Regions from separate parts of the Gossypium hirsutum genome. Here region 1 is linked to region 2. The links are chromatin contacts, called in public Hi-C maps. All regions are on one chromosome and are shown on one strand. Each heading gives the region's core, a stretch centred on a gene start, on an enhancer-like site or on the middle of the called end of the contact. The rest is flanking DNA. Distances are from core to core; before and after follow the strand shown. Region 1 has its middle 4.1 kb from the start of LOC121216325. Region 2 holds the start of LOC107926068 (ribulose-1,5 bisphosphate carboxylase/oxygenase large subunit N-methyltransferase, chloroplastic).

Region 1 (3,356 bases), core at 494-2,993, 130 kb after region 2:
AAAACTTGATTCAAATTATCCTTCAAGTTACATTTCAAAAATTTTCCTTTCTCTCTTTTGTAAAATTATCCTTCAAGTTACATTTCAAAAATTTTCCTTTCTCTCTTTTGTAAAATCTTTCTTTTATTACTAGTTTCATTCTGTAACCTTACCCATCATCTGTCCTCCTGTAAATGGGTGAAGGAATGGTTTTTTTGATAAAAAATTTAATTAATTATATGATTTTTTTTAAAAAAATTTCTAATTCCCCGAGCGTCTCATCATTGTTAAAATGGGAAAGTCAAAATTATTTATTTTAAAATTATTTTATTTAAATTCTTAAAAATATAATGAGTATTTTAAATGATTTAATAAAATTGGACATGTGGTGCACAATTATTAGTCGAACTGATAAAAACTAATGGCGTCATTTAAGTACCTAAAAATGTATCACTTTGGGTTATGCTTGTTAACTTTGGATACCAATTAGATCCAAAACAATTTAAGTACAAAGTAAGTTTAAATTATCAAGTTTAGTTACACCCGTATCTATTAATCCTTTTAAAAATTAAACTCTTTTTATTTTAATAAAAACAAAATTGATTCTACTACTCAACCATTAATTTAATTACCTTTGCTCAAATTCATATAGAATTAGTATTCCTCTTAATATTATGTTTTGATCAATAAACTATAAAAATATTCTATTTGGTCATTAATGTTTATAATTGGTTCAATTTTAGTCATTTCCCGTTAAATGGTTAGTAAAAATGATAACTTAATTTTTTGGAATTTGTATAATAATACATTTAGTCTTCAATACTTATAAATTCTATTAATTTTATTCTAATTCTAAATAATTAAACAAAAGTGATCCTCTAAATTTACAACTTTTATCAGTTTGGTCCTCAAACACATTTCCATTGGGAAATGGTATTGGAATTTTTATTAATTATATTTGGGAAATTTAGAAAATCTATTTGTGAACTTTAAAGAATCTATTTGATGATGATTAATATGTAATTTTGTGTTTGATGTCAGTTCAAAAAAAAAATTTACATATTAATCAAAATTAGAAAAATACAATCCTTTAGAATAATGAGTTAACGACAACAATGTCTTTAATTCATAAAAACTAAGAAGTACTTTGGGATACCCATCTTTCTTTCATTAGTTGTAATTGTGAGAGGATTTTGTACTTTTTAAATAAAATTTAATTATTTTTCAATTTATATTTTTCAAGTGCTGTACAAAAGAGAAATAGATCTTATATTGGTTATCAATATCAGGCTAATAGTGATAAACCCCACTAATTAATAAGAATTAATAAATTTATCTCATAATAATATAAAACAGCTCTTTATTTTTTTTTTAATTTCTGATTATGTAGTTTATTATACTTTTGTAGAGCGAAATATGTGACAAGTCCTCTAACAGTCTGTAAGCGATCTTTTGCGGACCCTTGAATGACTTTGTCTGTAGATGCGATCTTTTGCGAACTCTTGAATGATTTTATCTATAAATGTAATTTTTTGCGAACCTTTGAATGATTTTGTCTATAAATGATCTGTAAATCACCATTGTGAAGCACCTCTCGTTAAGGCCATCTAAACTTAATTGTCTCGTATAGCCTCAAAGATAGAAATGTTAGAACAAGATAATCTACGACATAGGCAGAATCACGCAATACATACCATAGTGGCAACTAACCTGCAATGAAACTGATACTGGCCAACCCATACAACCTTGCAAGACATCTTACAAACTGTCGTGTAGCACTATAAGACAAAGGATGGTCTACGATTTTAACTTGAGTGTACAAGTGGGATCCTTCCATCAGCACTATCACCTTGGTCAACTTCTCCTTCTTCCTTCACCTTCCCCTCGAGGGAAAGTCTCCTTCTCTCACTCTCCTACTATCAGCTCTTCGTTTTGCTTAAGTAAATCAGTCCTCTTTTCCTCCATCACAACCTCTTTGTTGGTAATTCGTATCAACATAGTAGTTTAATTTTAATGTTTTTGAGACTTTAATTGAAAAAACCAACGATGAGCTGCATTTTCTAATGACTTCGTTAAGTATTAACAAAGTAGTTAAGATTCTTCTTCAAGAATTGAAGCTTGTTGAAGTTGTGAAATAGTTCCTGCAAAAGGAGCCGGTATGGAGTTCAAGCAAAAGGGCCAGGGCTGAGATGGGTTTTTCTTTGTGAAGCTCAAGATTTGTGATTTTTGGAGTGAGTATTTTTATCTTGGTTAAAATATGATAATAGTTCCAATATTTTTTACAAAATTTGAGATTTAGTCCATACTTTAAAAGTTAAAAATTCGATCTCTTACTTTTTCAATTTAAAAATCTTATAGTCCTATGATTATCAATTAAAATTTGCCAACATAACATGTTTACCTCTCATCAAATCATATGTCACATCACGAGGGTAGCCTCATCAACATGTTAAATTCACAAAATTTAATGAAAAATACATGATTTGATTTTCTGTTCATGGAATCAGAAACAAAAACAAGATTTGGGTCCTTTTTGAAGCTTTAAAGGTGTGCTTTATGGGTGGCGGTGCTTCTAAGAGGTGGTTTTTTGTTTGTTAAGGAGGGTTGGGAAAATGAAAGTTGAAAGCGGAGGGTTTGTCGACCATTCAAATACCAAGATTACTGTGTAGTCAATTTGATGGCTGCCGAGTGTAACTAAACTTCGAGGAGTCAAAGTCCAGAGGGGAGTGATCCAAGATCTGAGATTTTTAGCCTGTAACAATAATTGGAGTTGGGTTAGAATTTGGGTTCGTCTGCATGCCTTGGATTTTGTTTTGTTGGGCATTTGTATACAATTTATTTGGACTCCTCCTAGTTTACTAACCCTTTGGATAGTCTTTACCCAATTGGGTTTATTAATAAACAAAATTGCAACTCCAATTTTTCAATTCTCTGCTTATTAATTATTATAACTCATCCGTCACTCGTATATTTCTTTCCCAACATTTTTCATGAATAAAAATTGCAAAGTTCAAAGGAAAATTTCCACTCCCTACAATAATTTTTATATATAAAAACTAACATTAATAATTATTCCATTTTTCTTTAGTTGTGAAATATTTTTTTAAATTTGATTAAAATATTTTTAATTTTTAATTTTTGTTAAAGATATATTTTAATATTAAAATATTTATAATTACGATTATATTTTCAGTTTATGATCAAGATATGTTTGAGGACCAAATTGATAAAAAAATTGTTAATGTTAAGGGCTAAGTTCAATTATTTAGAATTAGGACCAAATTGATAGATTTTATAAGTGTTGAGGACTAAAATATTATTATACCAATTAAAAATGCCACATTATCAATTTTGTTAATGATCTAACAAAAGGTAAT
Region 2 (3,421 bases), core at 762-3,261:
ATGAACATGTATGAGATACTATGATTTGTGTTATAAGTTGGTGATGACTAATATGAAAGTGAATATATGAGTATGTAATTCATGCTATGAGACAGTAAATAAGTGGGTACATTTCATAATATGTGACAGTGGTTATAATGTGTTGATGACATGTATATGCAGTGAACATGTATGGAAATTGGTATGTAAATATGTGTTGATAGTGTGGATATTTTGGCCTTGTGAACCTCGAGACCATTAGATATAGTTGGCATGCCATAGGATTGTGAGTACTCACTTTTGTGTTGTGATATTTGGGGCGTTGAGGCTTGGGATAGTTTTAAGAAAGATAAGGGAATGTGAGTCAAGCTCTATTCAATAGGATATGTGTGTTTGGAGTGTTGGAGAGTGTTAGCTATATGCTTCACTTATGGAATATGTTTGACTCTACGAGTCTATGTGGTGTGTTAGAGATCCGTGTATTTAATAAGTGGTGATAGAGTGCACTTCATGTTTCATGATCCCAAGAGCCAAACTATCATTAAATGTATCTAATATGTGTTATAATATATATATGCTTGAATAATCCTATGAATAGTAAGTAGAGATATGCATGAAAAACGGTTAAACATATGAAATATGATATAGAACTAGAGATGTTATGAATATGTTATATGACTGTTTGTTGTTGCATAATGACTTGTTTGCATAGAAGTTGTCCTAAGCATTTATTGAGTTTGTTAAGCTCACCCACTCCATTTTAACCTTTGCAAAGTAGTTGCGTCTCTGGTGTGAGCGATGTGGCTTTCTAGGAATTGATCTAAGTCATTCTTTTAGTTGCTATAGTAGGTGCAATTGGTTTATTTGTTATATGGTACTTTAAGGCAATGTGGTAGACTTTATATCGGTTTTGTTAAGTCATTTTTAGGCTATTTGCTTATTGTTTATGTTTGGAAGCATGTGGACTTGAACATGGTATTCGGGCTACTATTTTAGACATTTTGATGCTTATTTGACTAGGTAAATAAAACATGATGTGAAGGGATTAAGTTGAATGGTTTAAATGCTTGCATATGCTGAATTTTTGTAACCTAGAGTAGAGGTATCGATATTAGGGCTTTAAAAACGATACCTCTATATTTTTTGAAAGTGCAAGAAGACAAAATAGAGAATTGATATCGATACCTCGGCCCGAGTATTGATACTCAGTGTAAGTTTATCGGTACCTTACGAAAGGTACTGATATTTTCCGATGTTTTGAAATTTGGCGAGAAACAAAATGCAAGTTTGGTATCGATTTTTCATGTGGTATCAATACCACTTAAGAAAAATATCTATACCCCTGAAACAGTATCGATACCTACATAATAGTTTTGGAAATTTTGCAATTTGGCCCATTTGCATGTTTGATTGTTAGTTTTAATACCCTTAGTGTACGTATGGCATGTTTTAACAATAAGAAGTGGTTGTACGACTTTAATTCATATGTATGATTAAATAAAGATGACGATTGGTTACTAGTGAAACTGTTTGCCAAGTAAATGATGCATGGCATTGGTGTAATGTCCTAGTATTCGGGCTCAGTGACTGGGCTGGGTATAGGGTGTTGCATGACATATGAAATGTGTGTGCCTCTGAGCGTTATCGCATCCCCGGCAACTTAAATCTATCTTTAAACTTTCACAATATCTACCTCAAATCCCAAAATAGTAAAAAATCCTAAAACCAAAACTTAAAGCCTTAAAATTAACCAAACCCTAAAAATACTAAACCTAAAAAGCTCTAAAAAACCCTAAAAAAAATCGATTAAGGAGAGAGAAAGTAAAGCGTATCCGGCTAGGCGCGCTTTCCTGTCAACTGTGCAAAAAACGTGTCCAACTGGATGCATTTTCACACACTCTCTCCAAAATTGACCTATTTCTTTAATTAAAAAAAAACCTATTTTACCAAATATTTCTTTTATGACATATTCCCCTCGTTTAGTGATGTGAAAAGCCCCGTGGTGCCTTTCAAAAAACAGAAAATACATATTTGAGTGAAAAAACCGTATTTCTCCATAAAAATATCCCTCGATAGAATACTCAGGATTCAAACAGAACACCAAACGATGGCGTATCACATGCACCTATGAGTAATTCCCAATCCTCAGCTTGCCTTATTCATGCCTCCAGGCTTCCTTGCACCCCGCGGACCTTAAAACACGACGTGTTGACCACGACGATGCTCCACTGCGGTTCTCGGATCTCAAAGCTTTGCCGGTCTCCGGTAGCTCCACCGTTCAACTTTCCTCGTCGTTTGCTCATCAAATTTGAATTCTCTTCCTTATTTCAAGCTAAGGTTCTTCATCTTTCTCTCTCTGTTTATATTTTTCTGTTCGGTTGACGAGAAAATATAGCAAAATTTTTAGATTTTTGCTCCTTAGATAGGAAAATTAATAGAAAATTATTAAGTTAGTAATATTCATTGAAGCTCATAGTTTGCAAGATACTCGGATTCGGCTTGAGAAAAACTCTAATTTGGCATGGTCATTATCGAGTTGAGCTTGGGCAGCTCGAGATGTTGAGCGGGTTAATTTCGGCTATCCTAATGCTTGACTTGAGTAGCTCTCGGGCTTATCGAGATTATTGAAAATTTTTTATCCAAACTTGAAGATGAATTTTAGAACAAATAATTGAGCTTGAAGTCTAGCGTAGAAATTGTGCTCATTCTTTACTTAGTAAATCAGTCTAATCGAGCAAGCTGGAGTAGTTTGATTTTTATATGGAGCTCAAATATTAAAAGTCAAACTCAATCGCGCTTGAACCAAGATTTGGGTCTCTAATTTCTAGTTGAGCTTGAGCTTCTTAGAGTATGAGCTAGGCTCGACGCAATTACTCGTGTAGCCGTAGTATCGTTGTTGTATATATTAGTTTAGGATTTAGAGAAAAAAATCTATAACTAGAAGCTTATATTATAGTCATGTGTCCTATGTTATTTTGACTCAGGTGTGAATATTGGAAATGGGTATGTATCCAACGTGGGTACGGTTAGATTTTTCTAGGATTTCAATGTATTTGGAGGATCTTTGGTGGTTATATCTTCATATCCATGTGTTGGACACGAGTGCCAGAGATGGGATCTTCTAGAAAAAAAGAGTTTGAGCAACATGGCATGTATCCATTTGTTGTATATTGTCAAGAATTAAAACAGATACTTTGCCTTTTATTTTTTCCTCTAATTTTTATTAAATAATTGTGTTGGTATCAAAATCATAGGGCTTAAATACTTCTGATGAAGAAAGTGATGAATTTTTGCCTTGGTTGGAGCGAAAGGCTCGGACTAAGATTTCTTCAATGCTCTCGATTGGGAAATCTGCATATGGCAGGTATTTTCAGTTTGTTTATTTAGCTTCTAACTTGGAGTTATCTTATTTTAATTTCAAGAGAAACTCTTATTTTAGTTT

What was found. Hi-C and Micro-C count contacts between places; a contact is called where the count stands out from the background.
Region 1: a contact with region 2 is called in a Hi-C map of leaf, with 2.2 times the contacts expected there. The contact joins the enhancer-like site here to the promoter of LOC107926068 in region 2. A contact is called at or near these places in 8 of 34 Hi-C or Micro-C datasets (anther, callus, hypocotyl and 1 more).

Annotation. Positions count from the first base shown.
Region 1 is chrD04:10,941,543-10,944,898 of Gossypium_hirsutum_v2.1, forward strand. No RefSeq gene overlaps it. Among protein-coding and RNA genes, the nearest start is that of LOC121216325, 4.1 kb to the right of the region's middle. Within about 2 kb of position 1,744, at least 7 of the 9 cell types and tissues checked have an H3K27ac peak or open chromatin away from gene starts, as enhancers often do. A contact at or near this core is called in hypocotyl and leaf, where this site is marked.
Region 2 is chrD04:10,808,735-10,812,155 of Gossypium_hirsutum_v2.1, forward strand. It overlaps LOC107926068 (ribulose-1,5 bisphosphate carboxylase/oxygenase large subunit N-methyltransferase, chloroplastic), which reads left to right and starts at 2,012. Exons shown (of 15, transcript XM_016856854.2): 1 at 2,012-2,316; 2 at 3,234-3,343. The coding sequence starts at 2,107.